Regions from separate parts of the Mus musculus genome. Here all the other regions are linked to region 1. A link is a contact called in public promoter capture Hi-C and targeted proximity ligation data. All regions are on one chromosome and are shown on one strand. The core of a region is the stretch at or near the end of the contact, and the rest is flanking DNA. Distances in the headings are between cores, read along the strand shown. Region 1 holds the start of Ankrd22 (ankyrin repeat domain 22). Region 2 holds the start of Ifit1 (interferon-induced protein with tetratricopeptide repeats 1). Region 3 holds the start of Ifit3b (interferon-induced protein with tetratricopeptide repeats 3B). Region 4 holds the start of Ifit2 (interferon-induced protein with tetratricopeptide repeats 2). Region 5 holds the start of Lipa (lysosomal acid lipase A). Region 6 overlaps Lipa (lysosomal acid lipase A). Region 7 holds the start of Ch25h (cholesterol 25-hydroxylase).

The links. Promoter capture Hi-C pulls out the DNA fragments that hold promoters and counts their contacts.
Region 2: a targeted proximity ligation map of memory CD8 T cells shows a contact between it and region 1, with 12 read pairs. A contact is called at or near these places in 25 of 39 promoter capture datasets (the 3T3-L1 cell line, 3T3-L1-derived adipocytes, the C10 cell line and 15 more), 4 of 484 Hi-C or Micro-C datasets (the 3T3-L1 cell line, 3T3-L1-derived adipocytes, embryonic fibroblasts and 1 more), 1 of 130 datasets of targeted methods (memory CD8 T cells) and 2 of 9 other capture datasets (embryonic stem cells and macrophages).
Region 3: a promoter capture Hi-C map of second pharyngeal arch cranial neural crest shows a contact between it and region 1. A contact is called at or near these places in 9 of 39 promoter capture datasets (the C10 cell line, cranial neural crest, frontonasal cranial neural crest and 5 more) and 1 of 130 datasets of targeted methods (memory CD8 T cells).
Region 4: a contact with region 1 is called in a targeted proximity ligation map of T-cell acute lymphoblastic leukemia, with 3 times the contacts expected there. A contact is called at or near these places in 8 of 39 promoter capture datasets (the 3T3-L1 cell line, the C10 cell line, cranial neural crest and 4 more), 5 of 130 datasets of targeted methods (the NIH/3T3 cell line, T-cell acute lymphoblastic leukemia, large pre-B cells and 1 more) and 3 of 9 other capture datasets (adipose tissue, liver and pancreatic islet).
Region 5: a promoter capture Hi-C map of neutrophils shows a contact between it and region 1. A contact is called at or near these places in 9 of 39 promoter capture datasets (the 3T3-L1 cell line, the C10 cell line, cranial neural crest and 4 more), 3 of 130 datasets of targeted methods (the 230-238 cell line, bone marrow-derived dendritic cells and memory CD8 T cells) and 2 of 9 other capture datasets (adipose tissue and embryonic stem cells).
Region 6: a contact with region 1 is called in a promoter capture Hi-C map of pre-B cells, with 2.4 times the contacts expected there. A contact is called at or near these places in 12 of 39 promoter capture datasets (the 3T3-L1 cell line, 3T3-L1-derived adipocytes, the C10 cell line and 6 more), 4 of 484 Hi-C or Micro-C datasets (B cells, Th17 cells, liver and 1 more), 2 of 130 datasets of targeted methods (the 230-238 cell line and bone marrow-derived dendritic cells) and 2 of 9 other capture datasets (adipose tissue and pancreatic islet).
Region 7: a contact with region 1 is called in a targeted proximity ligation map of stem cell-derived neural progenitor cells, with 4 times the contacts expected there. A contact is called at or near these places in 7 of 39 promoter capture datasets (the 3T3-L1 cell line, the C10 cell line, cranial neural crest and 3 more), 6 of 130 datasets of targeted methods (DN3 thymocytes, the NIH/3T3 cell line, bone marrow-derived macrophages and 3 more) and 2 of 9 other capture datasets (adipose tissue and liver).

The regions. Positions count from the first base shown.
Region 1 is chr19:34,164,670-34,167,489 of GRCm38.p6, reverse strand. It overlaps Ankrd22 (ankyrin repeat domain 22), which reads left to right and starts at 1,449. Exons shown (of 6, transcript NM_024204.6): 1 at 1,449-1,735. The coding sequence starts at 1,715.
Region 2 is chr19:34,639,428-34,642,247 of GRCm38.p6, reverse strand. Ifit1 (interferon-induced protein with tetratricopeptide repeats 1) reads right to left here and starts at 1,359. Exons shown (of 2, transcript NM_008331.3): 1 at 1,261-1,359. The coding sequence starts at 1,265. It also overlaps a transcript of Ifit1bl1 not described here and a transcript of Ifit1bl2 not described here.
Region 3 is chr19:34,606,554-34,609,373 of GRCm38.p6, reverse strand. Ifit3b (interferon-induced protein with tetratricopeptide repeats 3B) reads right to left here and starts at 1,417. Exons shown (of 2, transcript NM_001005858.3): 1 at 1,376-1,417. The coding sequence starts at 1,380. It also overlaps a transcript of Ifit1bl1 not described here.
Region 4 is chr19:34,549,250-34,552,069 of GRCm38.p6, reverse strand. It overlaps Ifit2 (interferon-induced protein with tetratricopeptide repeats 2), which reads right to left and starts at 1,376. Exons shown (of 3, transcript NM_008332.3): 1 at 1,048-1,376.
Region 5 is chr19:34,526,005-34,528,824 of GRCm38.p6, reverse strand. Lipa (lysosomal acid lipase A) reads left to right here and starts at 1,351. Exons shown (of 10, transcript NM_021460.3): 1 at 1,351-1,459.
Region 6 is chr19:34,492,705-34,495,524 of GRCm38.p6, reverse strand. It overlaps Lipa (lysosomal acid lipase A), which reads left to right. Exons shown (of 10, transcript NM_021460.3): 9 at 394-465; 10 at 1,312-2,820. The coding sequence ends at 1,545. Among named protein-coding and RNA genes, the nearest start is that of Ch25h, 19 kb to the right of the region's middle.
Region 7 is chr19:34,473,715-34,476,534 of GRCm38.p6, reverse strand. It overlaps Ch25h (cholesterol 25-hydroxylase), which reads left to right and starts at 1,387. Exons shown (of 1, transcript NM_009890.2): 1 at 1,387-2,752. The coding sequence starts at 1,409. The coding sequence ends at 2,305.

The DNA.
Region 1 (2,820 bases), core at 200-2,699:
GAAAAGTTCTTTTTTCCATGTGACAAGCACAAATTGGAGTAATCTTAATTATTAATATCCTCAGATCACACATGATATGTCACATATATGATATGTGTATATGTAGTTTACAGAATGACTATGGATAGTTTAAAAGGCTGTTCAATGAGTTAGAAGTTTGAAAACTGCCATCAGATAGTCTATACAGGAAGACCCTGTGGTGGTGGTAGATATAGGCTATAGGGTTGGAGTAGAGCTTCAGAGATGAGACATGGGACCTAGGCCACAGAGTCGGGAGAGCAAAAGGTAGGAGTAGGCCCACACTAATGATAGGGAGATGAGTGGATAGAAATTTGCTGTTGTCTGCATCAATAATAAGGAGTGAGCTAAGGTGATGTCCTGGGGACAATCAAGAGTTCTGTTTCCATTGGTCTCTTCATAAACAGGGCAGGAGGTCAGATGGATGCTCTTTGAGGCATCACCATCCATCCAGGTGAGAGTGTAGCATCCATTCCTCAGTTTGGAGTGTCTGCTAAGTCCCCAACCTACTCCTCCGATCATGATCATAATATGCCCATGTGTTTCTGCGATCCCAGTTCACAGCGACCAATGTGCCTTTCCTCCTTTAAGGAGTAAACTACTTTTCAGTTAGGGCCTCTCAGGTCATGTCAGACAGCTGCTGTTGCTCCTGTGTCCAGCAAGATGAACAGTCATCCGCCATTCTCACAATGGAGTCAAATGTTGCTTGTAAACTGAAATCTGTCAGGGCAAGGCACGGTCTGAATAAAACAAGTGTCACACAACACAAAAGAACTTTGAGCAGGGTTTCAGCTGTTCCCTACAGCACCACGATAAGAGATTATAGTAGCGATGACTGCAGGCACAGAAGGTGCTAGTGGCAGCGGAGGAGGCTGAGTCACAGGTACCACAACAGATATAGCAGGAGTCAGGCCTGGTGCTCCACAGCACCTCAGAGTGATCTACTTTGCATCTTTTTTACTTATAAAAAAAGTATGAGAGAGGACTTTGAAGGTTCTCAGAAGAATGACATTAAAACATATAGAAATGCTAATTACTCTCACTTGACCATTATATATAATACTTTTTGAATTATCATATAATACTGAATACATGTGTATAATTACCACACATCAATTAAAATAATTAAAAAAACTATTAAGTTAAGTTTAATTTATTAACTTACAGGGCCCTTTAAGTGTCTGGGGGAAAGGTGTAACTTGCTAGCCATGACTTTAAGGATTATTTACCTAACTAGATCCCGTGACTCTCACTAATGAGTTGGCTGACTATGATGGCCACTGAATGCTGGATTTCAATTCAGAAATTGCGTAAGTACAGAGTCCTGTTTTGAACTCTTCCTGCTGGCCTAAGAAGTTCCTCCTCCCAGCACCCCACCTGTGCTTCCTTTTTTACTGCCGCCTCCACTGGCAGAGGTACATGACTCAGAAACCGGTTCCCCTGGCTGTAACAGTGATACAGCTGGGATCATTACCTGTAAGCCAATGCCTTCTCTTCATAGCCTGTCTCTCTACAAGGTGTGTTGCTGTCACAGACTGCTGAAAAGGCATTCCCAGGTGTGGAAAGAGAGGGCTCGCCACCAGCTTGGACTTCCAGGGACCTTATTTTCCTGGAAGAAATTTAATATTAATTAGAAACGCCTCTAGAAGATTCACTACTGCATTGTAGAGAGGGTGCGAATCCAGGAAGGACCGGGATGGGAATCCTATATTCTGAGGTAAGTCATAATTCTGAACATAGGAGTCCGAAGGGGCTAAAAATTTCTTTTGTTTTTCCACGATTAATTGTCTATCCCTGTTATCATGACTTATTTTCAATTCTATTTAGTGTTCCTTGTGAGTATTAAGTCAGGAAAGATCTCTTGTGATCCTAAGATATTTAGGGTTTATTTTTTGTTTTGCTTTGTTTGTTTTGGTATCTTAACACAAGTTAGACTGAAATAATAAGTTTTAGCTAGACTCAAGTTGAGAGTGATGGGATACATATTTTCTGACATCCTAATTGCAGAGGTGATACCGAAAAACGGGGCTGTAGCTATATTGTGTCTCAGTGAAATACACGAGGGCAAGAGAAACTCATACCTAATTGGATTTTCTAAAAAGCCAAATGATTGGCAAGCTTTTCATGGAACCCATGACTACAACAACACCTTGAAGCTTATTATGTGGAAGGAAGTTCACCTTTGGCAATTATTAATATAGGTTATCACCGTATAGACACAATGACAGGAAGTACCGCTTTGATATCTGGACTATTTCCTCTTGATAGCTGTCAGGACATTTTTCTACATTGAACATAGCTTACTACAATCAAATACATTTTCAATGTTTCAAAGGGTGATGTTTGAATAAGAGTATCAGAGGCACAGTAATGTTGTTGTGGTAGTGGTTCTTCTTCTTCTTCTTCTTCTTCTTCTTCTTCTTCTTCTTCTTCTTCTTCTTCTTCTTCTCCTTCTTCTCCTTCTCCTTCTCCTTCTCCTTCTCCTTCTCCTTCTCCTTCTCCTTCTCCTTCTTCTTCTTCTTCTTCTTCTTCTCCTCTCATTATTATTATTATCATTATTATTATTCATAACTTACTCCTTGTCTGACATAATTAACTTGCTAATCAGCATTCCATTCTCTAAGCTCAAGGGAGCCTCATTGATTTGGATCTGCTAGCATGAAAGGTGGTTGTTTGGTGCCTGCTTCCAATGAACATGTGCAAGCATGAATTTGCGACTGTGTGCACTTAAGTGTGTGAGTGCCTTTACTAAAGGCATTGTCTGCTTATTTCACCGTCCTGGGAATATCTTGCTCTGTGATT
Region 2 (2,820 bases), core at 110-2,609, 470 kb before region 1:
ACTCTGAAAACTGGACAGCAGTAGCCCAGGAAGGTCTGCCTTGACTGGGAGGCTCACAAGGATCCTTCTGGGCTCTCTGTCTTGAGGTGGAGGTACATGCACCTATGCATAGCATCTGCTCTACCTTACCAAACTTCTTCTTACCTTCTGGACCAATTGACTTCAGAAGGGCAATAGGAGTAGGGGGCCCACAGGCTCAAGGGATCAGAGGTGACCTGATTCCCTAGGTCTCAGAGGTAGGCAGGAGAGCCTTTTTTCTTGTTAGTTATATGCTCTATTCCTCTGAACAGTTGCAAAACACAGATGTTCCATATCTCCATACTCAGGCTCAGGGTGTGATGTAGTGCCCCATGCACCATCTATTAAATCTGGAACCACTGGTTGGTGGTACTGTATCAATCACATTATCTTCCTGGTGATGTGTGGGGCCCTTGACTCAGGTATAGAACTTTTACCCACCATACCCTAAGCCTCAGTTGTGTGCCCACCGAGTCTCTGGGTCTCTACTTGCTCTACCTTATCAAACTTCCTGACATGGCTTTATATAACATATATTCATATATATTTATTCATATATATTTAGTTTCTTGGCCAAAAGGTTTTAATACCTCTTGTCAGAGAGAATAGAATTGACACATTTTTGTTTCTTAATCCTGGGGGGGGGGGGGGCGCGGGGAGGGAGGGAGGGAGAGAGGGAGGGAGGGAGAGAGAGAGAGAGAGAGAGAGGTGTTGCCCTGGCTATTTGTTTAGCCAGCCAGGGATGGGAATGAATGCGCCTGGAACAGAAAGCTTGAACAGCATTTCAAGAGGTCCATTGAGGGATAGGCTGGAAGATTCTGAGGACATGCTGGAACATTCTAAGGACTATGTCCTCAGAAGATCAGAAGGAGCATACTCTAACCTGCTGCTCACTTTTGGAGCACCAAGTGGGCACTGGTGGTCCTTTATTCCATTCCAGAGGGCCTGTTTGGTAATCATCTTTGTTTGTGAGCCGAGCATGCACTAAATTCTCTCCCAGGTACGTCCTACTACATGCTGTGAGACAGCCTTAAAAATCAAAACAAGCTTCCAGTCACACATCCAGCACCAGGCACACAGCTTAGTGGGGGCATTAAGCAAACTCCCTGGACCCTCAGGACAATTAGCATCCTTGTTCCCCATCAGCAGTAGAAAGAGAAGCTAGAGGCACACTCAGAAACAGCCACTAGCAAACGTCTGTGTCCTGGGTTCCCTCAGAGTGGAGAACAGGGAAATCCTTACCCCATGGTTGCTGTAAAGGTGGTAGCTGTTCTCTGGGTTTTCAGCAGAGCAGAACTCCTCAGAAACCTGCCTTGACTCTCTGCTCTCTTGCAGACTGTCACACCAACTGGAAGCTCAGGTTTTTTTTAAAGGGCTGGGTGAGCTAGGGGGTGTGCTCTTTTCAGTCAGCAGTGAGAAACTGAAACTGAGACTGGAAAGTGAAACTGAAGCCTGCAGTTTATCCAGGGAGACGCACTGTGGGGCACTGTGGGGTTTGCCCTACTGCATTCTCCACTGAAATCGATGAGGAGAAGGCTCTGAAACGGATACAGACATGTCGGATCCAGACTGCTGTCCAGAGAGAGAGAGTGAGACATCCCTGCCACCCAGAGACTCTTATCTGTTAGGTAGGGGCTGATGGAGGTGATACAGATAAAATGGAAAGCAGACTGGCATCTTCAGAAGCAGTGTTGTTCTTTCTTCCAAGCAACTGAAGGTCTGCAGTTCCTCCTTGGAAGTGAGACTTTCCCATGTGGCACTAGGGGGTCTTAGGATGGCAAAGGGAAAGTTTGGGACTGGAAGAGTGAGTTCTCATGCATTGTGGAAGTGGAAGAAGATACTAGCTGGTTTGTTGTGTGTCTATCCTTAGCATCTTCCACAGATGTCATTATTCACCTGCATTGACTGGTCCATAGCTTCCCAGCCTATCCGAAGCCTTAGGAATACAGTCTTTATAAACCAGGACAGTTTCCCATTGCCCAGAGAGCTGTAGAGCCATGCTTTGTGTTAACTTCTCCTGAGGTGACTCTAAAGGGTTCTTTCCACCAATCATAGTCATGTTAACAAGAACCAAACATGGAATCCCTAAAGGGTGATGGTTATTCAGAGCCTTGATGCTATCCCACTAATAGCAAGGCTACTAGATGGGTCAGTGGTTAAGAGCACTCACTGCTCTTCTAGAGGTCTTGAGTTCAGTTCCCAGCAACCACATGGTGGCTCACAAGTATCTGTAATAGGATTAAATGCCCTCTTCTGGTGTGTCTGAAGACAACTACAGTGTGTTCATACACGTAAAATAAATACCATTTTAAGGGCTAATAGCAATCTAGGGAACTACAGACAGTGGGGCTCACACTGTTTCAGGTTGAGGTCAAATACTTTAGTCTGTTGTCTTGGTTAACCTGTAATCTCAGCCTTTATTGCTGTCTAGTTCCTTATCCTGACCTTTGATGTCTAGGTCCTCAAATTCAGCTCATCCTTCTCACCTCCATATATTAAAAATATTGAAAGAAGTTAAACATCTAATCCCATCTCCTTGATATAGTGCTAGCCTCTCCTGAGAGTTATCTTTGACCAGGTAGGTACAGCCCTAACCCCCCCCCCCCATCAGCTGACACCAAGACAGGAGTTGGCCCTCTGGTCACTTTCTCCAGTAAAGTTTAATTTTAGAGAACCTAGAGTTATGTGTCAGTCAGATAACTAGGTATATGTTAGAGAGTTAAAGTGTTTGCTATCAAGCCTGACTCCTGGGTTCAGTCCCCTGACTCCGTGCTGGCAGAGAAGAACTAAATCTAGAGTGTT
Region 3 (2,820 bases), core at 168-2,667, 440 kb before region 1:
AGCTTCCACAGTAGCTAATAACATCAGCCTTCCCTCAGCCAACAAGGCTTGTATCCTTACATGATATGTATTTGTCAGAAACATTAGCCCTTCCTCTTAGTTCTCTCTGAGTCTCCTCTAATGGCAGTTATAGTTGCAGTTAAAAACAATTCACTCTCTGGAGATATGGCTCAACAGTTAAGAGCACTTGTTGCTCTTCCAGAGGTCCTGAGTTCAATTCCCAGCAACCACATGGTGGCTCACAACCATCTGTAATGGGATCTGATGCTCTCTTCTGGTTTGTCTGCAGACACCCAAAGTGTATGCATATATACAAAATAAATAAATCTCTTTAAAAACATCAGAAATACTATGATTACTCTTTACTTACAATACAATGCACTTATTTTAATGATTTGTGTACACTGGGTCTCAGCAATTGTTTATGCCCATGTGCCCACCCACACTCCTTATAGGTTATGTCTGACATCCCTGAAATTCCTGTGTGTATCTTCATATTCTACCCTTACCATCTCTAGGTAACCATTGTTCTGCTTTCATAGCTACAAATTAAGCAGAGTTTGTATTTGAGGGGAAATGTGTTTTTGCTTGTCCTGCAGCCTTAGATACTAGAAAAAAAACTTTAACCTTTGAGATTTTGTGGCATATGAAAAATTAAAAAAAAACCCAATTTAAATAAAAGCCCTGCTCATCTGTGAGAACTATTTCTTAAAACCTCAATCATGAAGTGGTCATAGTTTTCACAAACATGAAGTGAGCTTGCACTACTGTTTCCAACTCTTACACTAGCTACTGGCGAAGGATTGGTTCTTTTGAAAAAGCACACACACAGACACACAAACACAGAGACACATACACACATCGCATACAAACACACAGCAACACACATGCAGACACACACACAGATACACATAAACAATGAGACACACACATACAGACACACATACAGAAAAACACAACAAACTCACACACATGGAAACACAGACAGACAAACAGACAGACAGACAGACAGACAGATAGACACACACACACACACACACACACACACAACTTTCTATTGTCTTGATCACTTTTAATAAAACACCAACAAATCCCAGAAAGAGTGACTCCTCTAGTGCTAGCTTTGAGTCAAACTTTGTGCTTCAGTGGACCTACCCGTGTCTATCAATATTCTCCAGGGGCATCCAGTGAGCAGTTTTAGAAACTGCAGTGTCTTGCACATTTACACAGAGAAATAATGAAAAAGGTCCAATAAAAAAAAAGCCATGCTCATGCAAGTGATTTCAATCTACAAGCAAGCAGACAACTTAAGACTCTGCTGTGCAGTGATCAGCTCAGTTTATCATTTAATTGGAGAAGCAGAGATTGCACTGACCTCATGATGGTGATCTGTTTCTGTGCTGCTGGGAAAAGCTGGGTGTGGGCTGAGAAATCTCAGTCCACTCTAAGTGGAGACTCAGAGGATTATATAAGAGGGCAGTCGGGGGGGGGGGGGGGATGAATCAGCTGGTGCTCTGCTGCTTCTAAGGACTCAGTGTTTGTGAAAGGGAAGAGGAAAGTAGAAACTGAAACAGACTTAAAATCAACCAGAAGAGGAAAGTGAAACTTACCACTGAGACCTTCTATGTCCTGGCCACAGCATTGGATAAGCTCTGGACTCTGCCTCTGGTGTCAGAGGGTCGAGAGGCATTTCCTCCAGCCTGACAGTCCCTCTGGGAGGAAAAGAGTGTTTTCCACAGTCTCTAGTGCACTCTGCAGAGGTTTCTGGGGCCACACGAAAGAAACTATTCTAAAATATTTTGAAAGAAGTGATAGTGTGTTTCCTTCTCTGAGTTCCCTTGTGGTACACAGGTTTCAATCCAGCTTTAATGACTATGTCCATGTGACTAGCTCTGGAGTTTTGCCAGAGTCTAATCAAACCAATGTTTTCATTTTATGCTACACTGAATTCAAGTAGCAAAACACCAGGGGGATTCGCTGTGCTGTTTCACACCTAGAGGTCTGTGGTGATCATTTACTTTACACCCAGTCCCTGAATAGAATTGGTAACATGTGCATCACTGCTTCCTGGGTGGGAGAACAAATATGTGACTAAGTGAAAGACTTCTGCTTTGAGTTATGAAGTCATGCATGAGTAGAAGGAGGTATGGAGGACCAATCCTTAGGTATGGATTGGGTGCTTAGCTTCATGATTTCTTTAAAGCGTGGCTTTCACTGCTCATTTGCTAAGCATGATAACCTAGTCAGCTGTGGAATTCTGGGTCCTTCTTTCACTTAGCAACTTGAGATTGTTAATGGCATAAGAGGTAAGCACATACCTGCTAGACCCACTGTGTTTGCCTTAAGCCTAAACTTTGGAAGCCTCAGGTAGCAAAGCCACAGAAAGGATACAACTTTCATTGATCTCATTTTCTTTAGTGGTTCAGAGCACAATGCCTGATTTTGGTCTAGTGGGACTTGGAATGCTAATGTACAAGCCCAAGGAGGATGGGCCTGCATCCTTCTGCTTCTTTGCTCTGATGGATAGGAAACGGTGGGCTGGACACTTAGGCATTGTGCCTTGATATAAGAGATGTTGCTTTAGCACTGCAGAAAATCTCTAAGTAACAGAAGTTGTTAAATCAGGCAAATGGCACACTCACAAGGTTGTTCCCTCTTTGAAGAATATAGGGGGCTATGGTTGACTGATTGACTGATACATCAATTGATTTTCTTGCTTTCTGCCTCTCTGTTTCTTTTGCTCTGCTTTGTGTGTATACAAATGTACATGTGTGTGCATGCATGCCTCTGCGTGTGTGTGTGTGTGTGTGTGTGTGTGTG
Region 4 (2,820 bases), core at 127-2,626, 380 kb before region 1:
AGCAAATAGCAAGCTGGCCTCCGGGTGGCAGTTTGTTAACCCTTGTTCTATGACCCTGTGTATTTTTCATGCTCAGAGTATCTTGATGGTCCTATCTCCTCCTGCATGGTCTTTTCAGCCACTGCCTTACTCTTTTGAATAGCACACTTCTCAGGGTGCCAACGTGTTCTAATTTTTCCTTCTGTTGTCTCGGAGTCTTTGTTAACATTTTACTGAAGTATAAGTGTGATTCAGGCGCATGGCCTCCTGAGCAGTTGCTGTCCTGATGCTATTTACACTGCTTGCTTTCAGCACTCCCAAATACTTTCCTCATGAGGACACAAATACCTCATTGTGCCTTCTTCATCTCTGAACTGCACCCTAATTTGAGATTCCCAGTCCCTACTTCTAACGTTTACCTCTCTTCTTCCTTTACCAACATTTAAATCCAGAAAATATTTTAGAAAGAAGAAAGAAAGAAAGAAAGAAAGAAAGAAAGAAAGAAAGAAAGAAAGAAGGAAGGAAGGAAGGAAGGAAGGAAGGAAGGAAGGAAGAAAGAAAGAAAGAAAGAAAGAAAGAAAGAAAGAAAGAAGAGAGAGAGAGAGAGAGAGAGAGAGAGAGAGAGAGAGAGAGAAGGGGGGCAGGGAGAGGGCGAGGGAGGGGGAGGGGGGGGAAGAAAGAAATTCATTGTGTCCACTCTATCTCCACAGAGAGGAATTCCTACATCAGCTGTCATTTTAAAACACCAAACCTGAGGAACACAGGGAGGTTGGGGAGGGGGAGAGACCATTACACAATAACATGTTAATAGACTTACAGAGTTGAGAGGTTGTGGGACATTAAAAAGGTTTCTGTAATTTCTGGTGCATTCCTTCTCAAATAAACAACCGGAAGTAAAAAAAAAAAAAAGCTGTTTTTGAAAGCCTTTGAGTGAGCTGAGGGTGGGTTCTGGATAAAAGAGTGACTAGATATATAGCTTAGGACCCAGAGTCCACCACGCGCCCCTAGTGGACAGCCCAGGAAAACAAAAGTTGCGTCCACCCACATTTAAGAGCGACGACCACCTACCTCTAAGTCTCATCTTGGTGCATCTTGCTGATGGGTAAAAAAGCATTAACTGCAGAAGGCCAGAACTTGCTTTTCGGCAGAATGGACGCTGGCGAAGGGTGCGTGGCCAATGACTCCTGACTGCCGGGTGCCGGATGTAACCCCTACCCACACTTGGTGCTTTGAGGGATCTACTACTAGACAGGGCTACTCATTAAAAATATCTTGCTTCACTCTCTTTCCTACATATTTGCAGCGTTAGTCGGGTGTGGCTGGAATACCTTAGTCCTTTGGGGGACTCCCCGCTGTTTCCTAAAGTGAGCTCCATCTCGCTGGGTCCCCACATCACTAAGGGCGGGAAACTGCACTCACCCAGGCAACCTGGCTCGACTACAGCTCCCAGGGAGCTTTGTTTTGGGGTGGTACTCCATCTTAGCGCTGCTTCCTCCCACTGTGTCCTGCTATTGTCGCCAGAGGGTGCCCTTCTCCGCCGCTTTTAGCTTTATTATCCCTAGATGCTAAATTTGAGAGTTTGCAGCAGAAATACTTCCGGAATTGGGAGAGAGACGGTTTTATCCATTCTTCCAGGAAGCTCCCATGAATTTTCCAGCCTCTGGGTCTTGGTGCTCCAGCCCAGCTCTAGCATAGAATTCTCCTTGCACAATGCAAGACCAGACAGGATCCTTTTCTGTCCTTTCCTATTTTTAATGTTTACTGATGTTGCTAACTGAAGCGGATTAATTCGCAGACTGTAATATTCTGGACAGCAGAGATAATACCTAGTTGATTCTTAGAGGATGGTTCACTCATTTCCAGTTTCCTAATAGTCCATCTTAGTGAGGGACATGATCCTGAATTGAATTCCTGGATTTAAATTGAAATTGAGACTCAACTGGCTTAGGGGAGATGACTTCAGGGGCTTATATCACTTGACTTTAAGCCCTAGGATCTGAGCTGGGATGGGATTTTAATCCCAGGGAAAGTAAAAATCGACTCCTGCAAGTGGTCCTCTGACCTCCGTGTGGCACCCTTGATAAATGGATGGATGGATGATAGATAGATAGATAGATAGATAGATATAGATCCAGATAGATGGATAGAATGAAAGATAATGACATTCAAAGTCCTTTAAAAGAAAGTGAGGTTCCAAGGCTAGGATGTAGCTCAGTGACAGAGCTCTTGCCCATGACACTGGCTTCTGTCCCTAGGACTGAAAGGAGATAGGGGATGGGGAAAGGAAGAGTTTTAGCAGTGAACTGTCATTCTAAGGATCCATCATACCCCTCCCTGTTGCCTGGTGGTTAAACACTTCGGTCTTGTCAATTTAGTTTCTCTTCTAAATTGAGTCCCCCCCCCTCCCCCTCCCCCTCCCCCTCCCTCTCCTCCTCCTTCTCTTCACAGGCGATGAGACATTTTAATCTAATAGTGGTACTTAACACTACACAGGGAGTCACAGCTCCCAGAGGATCCCTAAAGGCCAAAGGAAGATCCAGAAATATCTAGAGTTGCTGGTCCCCTGCCTGTGGGAACAGGGGTCAGAAGGTGGCAAAGCAGGGGCCTTCCTGTCACTCATAGATCCAGTCCTGTGCACAACTCTTGAAGTCCACCAGCTCCTTGGGCTGAAACCACAAGCTGGGCTCTCTACAGAACCATTCTTACCAACTTGGATGCAAAAGTCTCCTCGGATGGTCACAGGCTTAGAGTGAGTGGGGTTGGTCTCTGTTAGCATCACCGAGACTGTCTTCACAACATTCAGTCCCTCCCAGACCACAGCACACATGACCAACGGTGAGT
Region 5 (2,820 bases), core at 102-2,601, 360 kb before region 1:
AACCTTTCTAAACTCAGATTCTATCTGTGTGAAATGGAGATGCAGAGGTCTTGGATTGAGAGCCTATGGAGAGGACTTAGCATCACAATGTGGAGGATGCGCAGATTGTGGCTGGGCTTTGCTAGCCACAGTCATCCCTGGCACTTCAGGGTGCTCATTTGTTTTTATTTATAAAGTTCATGTGTTTTACGGCCTAGCCCTCTAAACTATAGGTTACAACCTCACATGGGGGTGTCACAAAAAATGTTGGTAACCCTAAAAGGTGCCTGGATGTGTAATTACCAAAAGTGGATTCAAAATCAAACATATCAGACTGTGACGTGTTTCAGGCCATATTTGCCTGTGTGATGCACATCACTGCTGTCTAGGTTCTGTACATGCAACGTGTGCACTTGTCCCCTGTGTGGCAGCAAGTACCACAGACTGCCTGCCTGAGATAGCCTTGTTCACATTAATGATGGTTACGAGGTGCAGTGTTTGTACTGCATGTAAAAAGTTTTCTGCTGTTATAGAAAGATAACAGTTAAGTTATAGAAAGCCAAGGCTTTTAATATTTTTCCCACTGTCTTTCCTCAGCATGTAAGTATAAAAGTAGCATTCCTTTGGATTCCATTGTGTTACAATGTTTGATTTTTAAAAGTTATTGTTTGGTTTCCTTGACCGAGTTTCATAAAAAGTCATAAACTGAAGTTTGACTTGAGATAGGACAAAACTTGAGCAATTTTTGCAATGTCTCTAAAAATACTTCAGACATTCTGTGCTATGTATTTATGGGCTGTACTGGTCTCATCGGCTACACCTCCAACAACAAAGTAGGAACCAATTCTGAGAACCGTTTTATGTTGCTGAATGTGCAGCAGTATTTTGTAAAAGTAAGCACATCTGTCTCACTAATACACCAATTTGTTTTTGTTTGCAGAAAATGGTAAATATACATATATATATACATATATATATACATATATGTGTATGTATATATGTAATACTAAAATAATTGTTTTAAAATGAATTTCTTTATAATTTATTGTTAAAAAATGCTTGATTTGTATACCTAGCTAGTGGAGTTTGAATGAGAATTTCTGAAGTAAAAGGAGGTCATGAGAGGAAAAAGTTTATAATGCTCTGCTAAGTGCTAGGTATACAGGATGCCCACCAGCTTTGAAGCAGGAGGAAGCTCTGGCTGGGCTTAGAGCAGGCCTGGGCTGGGCTGAATCTTTTGGGCGAACAGAAGGCGCATGCTCCTCTGAGTCCGCTTCCCCAGGGCTAGGCCGATGGCCAGGAGGGGTGGAGTCACCAGGGCACTTCCCGGTGGTGGACTGCCCTGATTGGCTGTGTGAAAGTCCTGGGCAGGGTGACGGCTCCGCCCTCCCACCAAGTAGGTGTAGGCACCAGGTTGGCCAAGCTCGCCTGCTTGTAGTGGGCACTGCTTCTGGAGGCTGAGGTTGGAGGACCACTCCCGGTGAGTGACTGCTTTGGGGCTGGCTTCGTGCAGCGGGCTCGGGAGCTGGTGTCCTGTGGATCGCCAGGGCTGGGAGAGGAGGCCCCACCAGGGTCTCTGGCCTCCAATTGCTCTGCTCCCGGGGCACGCTCTGTGTCGGGTACCTGAAGGTGGTTTGGGGGGCGGCGATTATGTGGGTATCAACAAGAAGTGGACTGTCCTTCCCTGGGCGCCCTCCCGCTTCCTGGGCAGGCGCGATCGACGATTAGGAACCCTGCCCAGATTTCTTGGACTGCTGGACAGGCAGAATGCCTGATTCTCAGTCCTCTTCATCCTTTCTTCCCGTTAGCTCTCCCACGACCTTACTCTTAGCTCTTACACGACTGCATGGCCAGCAGCAACCTTGGGAGTGGGTCCTGGTTAAAAACCCCGGCGATACTGCTGAATAATCAGCTAGTCCTTTGCTTCCAGTATTTGACTGGCGTGTTTACATTATCTTGGAAAATGAGCTTAGTTAGTACTGTTGAGTTGGTAGAGAAGCGTCAGACTGTAGGAGGCACTGCAACATCTGGGCATTGCCAATAGCTTAGGAATTATTGAAAAACTACCCCGGACCTTTATTTTCGTCTGTCTCTGAACTGCGGAGCTGTTCCTGCCCATTTTTTAAAAGCAACATTTGTACTATTTATGCAGGACTTGTCAGAGTCTTGAAGGTTCAAAGTTAAATCAGACTTCAGCTCTGCCCACCCCCACTTCCGTTCTCCAGTTGAAAGGAAGGCAGACAAATAATGAATTGGATTGTTGCAAAGCCATAAGTACTGTGGTAAAGATGTTCTAAACACCTAGACTAGCGCACTAAACCCAGCTCAGAGCCTTATCAGACAACCCCTTCTGTGAGAATTATTTGTCAAGTTCGTTGAGTAACGGTGCTGTGTTGGAAGGAAGTCTAATGGGTGACTTTCCATGTGAGTAGCTTCCCCAATCACCTCACGGTGTGAATGCCCTTCCCAGACTGTATCAGGTTCTGTAAAAACGGCTTCCACCAAAAAGAAAAGTGCTTATTTTAAGTTGCCTTGGGAACCTTTATTTATCGATCTACCGCCCCCACCCCCCCTTGCTTTTCAGACTGCTTTTATGTTCTCTAGTATTGAAGGACCTCTGGGACAGTGACCTGAAGTTAGAAAGGTAGCCTTAGACTGTGCTACATAAGACTATGCTGGCAATTAAAAGCATGTGTGGCCAGGACAAACTCCAGAGATTATTCTCTTCTGTCTGGAATGCTGGAAAAAATAACTTCAGGAGAAACTGCAATTTTCTGAGAGCCAATTTCCTATGAAATGTGGAATGCTTGGTTTAAGAGAGTCTTTATTTATTTATTTATT
Region 6 (2,820 bases), core at 140-2,639, 330 kb before region 1:
TACTTTTCTAGCCATTCAGTCAGAAATTCAGTCATGTGGTAAAGGAAGCCATAGTACAGTTTTAAATGTACCTTAAATAATTATTCGGAAATGATAAATAGACCTGGATTAGGGAGTAACTTGATTTCTGAGCATATAATTAACCTAGTAACCTCTTTTTTTTGTTTTGTTTTTGGTTTTTTGAGACAGGGTTTCTCTGTGTAGCCCTGGCTGTCCTAGAACTCACTCTGTGGACCAGGCTGGCCTCGAACCCAGAAATCCGCCTGCCTCTGCCTCCCAAGTGCTAGGATTAAAGGTGTGCGCCACCACCGCCCGGCCCTAGTAACCTCTTATATTATTTTATAAATTTCATCTCTGCTAAGTTTTTTTTTTCCTCCAAATTTTATTTTTTAGGTTTTTAAATACCGTAAGCTTCAAGCTTTTGACTGGGGAAGCAGTGAAAAGAATTATTTTCATTACAACCAGGTAAGAATTTTCAAATATGCTTCCATCACCGAAGCCAGCCTAGGCTTCCAGAACTCAGGTGAGCCCAGCTGCTGGGGGAATATTCTCGGCAGAATTGCCTGGTTATGAAGTTTTCTCTCAGTCCACTCAGATCTTCCCAGATCTGTCAGTGGTGGTATGGCCCAGGCCTCCTGTCTCCATCCTTTAGGCTGTCCATAAGGGGTCGTTGTGATTCAGTAGGATCATAAACACACTCCTTAGAACCAAAGAGCCTTCAGGCAGCTGCCAGCTTGCTAGATGTGAGACCTCAGGCATATTACATGGCCTTAAAGCCTTTTCCATTAAGTAACATTTCCATTTTTGATCACTGCGTTTCCTAAAGCGTGAGAACCTTTCTCTCTGCTTTTCCTAATTCTTGAACTAGCCCTTGCATGTGTGTGTGTGTGTGGGGGGGGGGGGGCTGAAAGATCAGGAAATGGAGGCATGGAGGAGTTGTGTGGTTTCTCTTGCATTCAGAGGGCATGAAGAGATGAGCCCACAGTGCCTCCCTGTTCAGTTGGCTCTACTGCCTTGACTCCACATCTGGGGGAAACCGTGATGCTCACTGGGGATTAAGTGGTCCCTATAGTGCAGCAAAGAGGAAAAAACCGCACAGTTCTACTCCTTGTAACGACTACCTGAAAAACATAATGGAAGCAATTCTTAAAACATGTTTGTTTGTTTTTTAAATTAAATTTTTACTTTCAAATCAAACTTACTAGACATTTGTTTTTCCATGGAGATTTCATTTATTAAAATAAAAAAAAATTTAACAGGAATAATTGCAAAGCTTTCTATGACTCTTTTTTTTTTTTTTTCCTCTTGTAGAGTTTTCCTCCCTCGTACAACATAAAAAACATGCGTCTACCCACTGCTTTGTGGAGCGGGGGCCGGGACTGGCTGGCAGACATCAATGACATCACTATCTTACTGACTCAAATCCCCAAGTTGGTGTATCACAAGAACATTCCTGAGTGGGACCATCTGGATTTTATCTGGGGTTTGGATGCCCCCTGGAAACTGTATGATGAAATAATCAGTCTAATGAAGAAATACCAGTGAATGCTGGACTTGAATACTTCCCCTTCAATAGAGGGGGGAAAAAAAAAAACAGGTGTTTGCTTAATTTCTGTAAAATCCTTGTGTTTTCCTTGCCTAGGTCATTTGTATTTTTTATGTGCAAGAAAATGATGACGTCGAAGGTGTACATTGCTCTCTGGTTAATAAGAAGCACGCTAGCTGTCTTATGCTTCATTGTGACTGACTAGCAAGCGTCCACAACCAGTGATGCCTTTTAAGTGTCTCTGTGATCCTTTTGTTTACCTTTTACAGTTGTTTTCGGTGCATATGTGCTGTGCATATATGTGCCTAAGTGTGTGTGGGCTGTGTTCTGGCCCTTGTGTGGAGGTAATGGCTCACATCAAGGTGTCTTCCTCAGTTACTTCCCATCTTACTTTTTGAAACAGGGTCTCTTGCTGAACAGGGAGCCTGCTATTTCAGTTACACTGGTTGGCCCATGAGCCTCCAGGATCTGCCTGTCTCTACCTTCCCCCTCACCAATGCGGTGGAATGGGGTGTCTGTCCCAGCCGGCATTTTTACCCTGATTCTAGGGACAGGAACTCAGGTTCTCATGCTTGTGTAGCAAGCCCTTCACTCACCGAATCATTGCCTCAAACCTTCTGCAGTAGACCAAGCTACTCAGTTGCTTTTATATTCCTGCCCAACACAAGTGAGCACACACAGGACATTTCAAGCTGTTGTTTGCTAGCAAAAATAAGTCTGCCAGTGACCTGAACACACGATGAAAAGCTCCTTGCTCTGAGCTTCATGTGGCAGTGCAAACCTACAATCCTAGTTCTCCAGAGGTTGAGACAGGAAGGCTGCTGTAGGACTTAGGGTTCATCTAGAAAGCGAGACTTTGTCTCTAGAAAACCAAAGACAAAGGAGGAAAAAAAAAACCCAAAGTACTCAGTTCTCATCCCTTTGCCTTAGAGGACTGTCTAGCCCAGAGTTCCTGTGTTTACCTATCCAAACAACATTTTCATGTTTTAATGCATTAGCTTCCTAGTGAAATCCAGTGTAATCCCAGCTTCTCCAGGAATAAATATCCTCTCTTCAGTTTCATCAGACCTCAATAACAAAATTTTTCAGGCCAAGCCCCCCCCCCCCCCCCAAATAAGCGTAGACTCTTGAAAAGCAGTTTGCACTGATTAAAAAAATTAAAAAAAAAAAACTTGAAGATTAATACAATGAGCTCTGTTGGTTCCGAATGTGTAGTCTGGTCACTTTTCTGTGGAGAAACATTCTGTGGAGGGACAAACCACTGATTTGCCAGA
Region 7 (2,820 bases), core at 138-2,637, 310 kb before region 1:
AACTATTTGCATTTAATTCCAAATATCTTAGTGGTTACCTGTGAAATACAAAGTTAAAGTGATTGTGTGCCTTATTTCCTTTGGTATGTGCTGAGGCCTTAGATAGAGAGCTGTGAAGCCACAGTTATGGGGTACTTCCTGACAAATGTGGGAGCCAGTTCTTGATGAGTGTGAATCACAAGTAACAGTCTTGTGCAGGCAAAAGTTACAGTCCATCCCCTCCCCCTCCCCCCCCCCAGGGGGGACTGGCAGCAGGCTCCTAGAGCTACAATCCCTGTTTTCTTTGGAAAATAACACAAGAAACACAAGCTTGTATAAGACTATGTTAGCTTCCAGCAGAGAAAAGCAGCTGTAAAGACACAAATTCAAGAAGGAAACCCTGGGAGAATGGCCCCTGGCTTTCCTCTGGGATCTTCTGTGCCGTGTATCCGCTACCCGGGGCTGATTTCTGTGCTCCACTCTCTAGGGCACTCTCCTTGGATATAGTACTGACCTCCTGTGCTCAGTCCCTGGACGATCAGTCCCAGTGTCTGAAAGGGTATCCAGGAGTTGAGGAGTAGGGAACAACTGAGGGTTGGTAAAAGTCGGAGCCTGAGGGACCTCTAAGGAAATGGCAGGGGAGATGAGACATGTTCCGGGAGGCTATGAGATTGCTCAGATCTTCTTCTCCACTGGCCTTTGCGGTTTGGCCCAATCGAGTGAGCCTTTACGGGTGTTAAGCCTCCGTTCTCCAACCCAGAGCAAAGGCTGGCAGTGCTGCCCTCTTGACCGCTGTCTTGCAGGATCTGATCTCTGCTCTTGACACCGCGGGCTTTAAGGGCACCAGAGCGGGAGAGTCGTCCGCGCCAAAAGGCTGCGAGCCTGACTGCTCTTTTTTGGAGGATGCCAGGTTCCCTCTCCTACAGGACTCAATCCCTGTCTGCAACGGACCCAGTACCAGCACTGTGGCGTGAGGTACGCACACTCAGAGTCCCCCAAGGTGTAGAATAAGTCTTTAAACAGTCAAAAACAGATATTTTAAAACCCAGGGAATTCTGCTTTGGTTGAGAAACAGCGCCTTCTGAGAGCGAAGAACTCATTAGTTTTTAGCGGTGATGGCGGGTGAACTGTCCCAAGGCAGAATCGCTCTCTCCTGTGTCATTAGTACATCAGCTGAAAGGCAAGCAAACAGTTCTTTACGTCTGGGAAAGGGCTTTAAGGGCCGCTGCTTGCGTGAAGGGGAGATTTGATGCAGCTATAAACCAGGACATAGACAGGAACAAAATTCGGGTTATTTAAGCAAAATTCTTTAGCAGGGAAAGGGAGGTGGGAAGGAGACGGAAGGGTGACGTCACTGGGGGGAGTGGCCACAGTCTTAAGAAAAGTCGGCGGGGCTGGGGAGACCACAATTGTGGGACATAGTCTCAGCATGGGCTGCTACAACGGTTCGGAGCTCCAAGACCTGGGCTGTTCCAGCCAGCTGCTCCTGCAGCCCCTCTGGGACACCATAAGGACAAGGGAGGCGTTCACGCGCTCACCCATCTTCCCAGTCACCTTTTCTATCATCACTTACGTGGGCTTCTGCCTACCGTTCGTGGTGCTGGACGTCCTGTATCCCTGGGTCCCCATCCTGCGACGCTACAAGATCCACCCGGACTTCTCGCCTTCCGTAAAGCAGCTTCTGCCTTGCCTGGGGCTGACACTCTACCAGCACCTGGTGTTCGTGTTCCCGGTGACGCTGCTGCACTGGGTGCGCAGCCCGGCGCTCCTCCCCCAGGAGGCCCCTGAGCTCGTCCAGCTCCTAAGTCACGTCCTGATCTGCCTGCTGCTCTTCGACACCGAGATCTTCGCGTGGCACCTGCTGCACCATAAGGTGCCCTGGCTGTACCGCACCTTCCACAAGGTGCATCACCAGAACTCGTCCTCCTTCGCGCTGGCGACCCAATACATGAGCTTCTGGGAGCTGCTTTCGCTGACCTTCTTCGACGTGCTGAACGTCGCGGTGCTTCGGTGTCACCCACTCACCATCTTTACCTTTCACGTGATTAACATCTGGCTGTCGGTGGAGGACCACTCGGGCTATGACTTCCCGTGGTCCACTCACAGACTTGTGCCCTTTGGCTGGTACGGGGGCGTGGCTCACCACGACATGCATCACTCTCAGTTTAACTGCAATTTTGCTCCTTACTTCACACACTGGGACAAAATGCTGGGCACTCTGCGGTCCGCGCCCCTGCCAGAGAGCCTTTGCGCCTGCGGTGAGCGCTGCGTGAACTCCAGAGAGCGATGCGCTGTACACTTGATCCAGAAGAAGAAACAGACTTGAGTTACTTTATTAGAAGTTTGTAACTTTTAAAGTGATGCACACTGCTATAAAATCTAATGTTGTTTCTGCAGCCTGACAAAGTAATTTATATAATGTTTCTATGTGAATTTAATTGTGGTCTTGGTGTTAAATTTCAACTTATCCCAGTGTCATTGACTCCAGGACACAAGGTAGACATTCAGCGTGGTGTATTTGAATCATTATGATCTCTGAAATGATTTGTTTCTAGAACCAAGACTTTCCTATGTATGAAATCGCACTGGAACTGGGCTCTAACCTCACATGTTGAGAGAAGACCTGATTTCTGACTCTTTAAATAATCAAATTTGTTCCTGCTGGGCAGTGACCAAGGTTATAGTATATTTTTTCTACTTTTGAATGAAATGATATATTTATATTGAAAAAAGTTTTATTTGTATTTTAAAAATAAAAAGAACATGAACTAAACAAGCATTAGCTCCTGGTGGGCCTGATGAATTAAAAAAAAAACTAAAAAGGAAGTGTGTGTGTGTGTG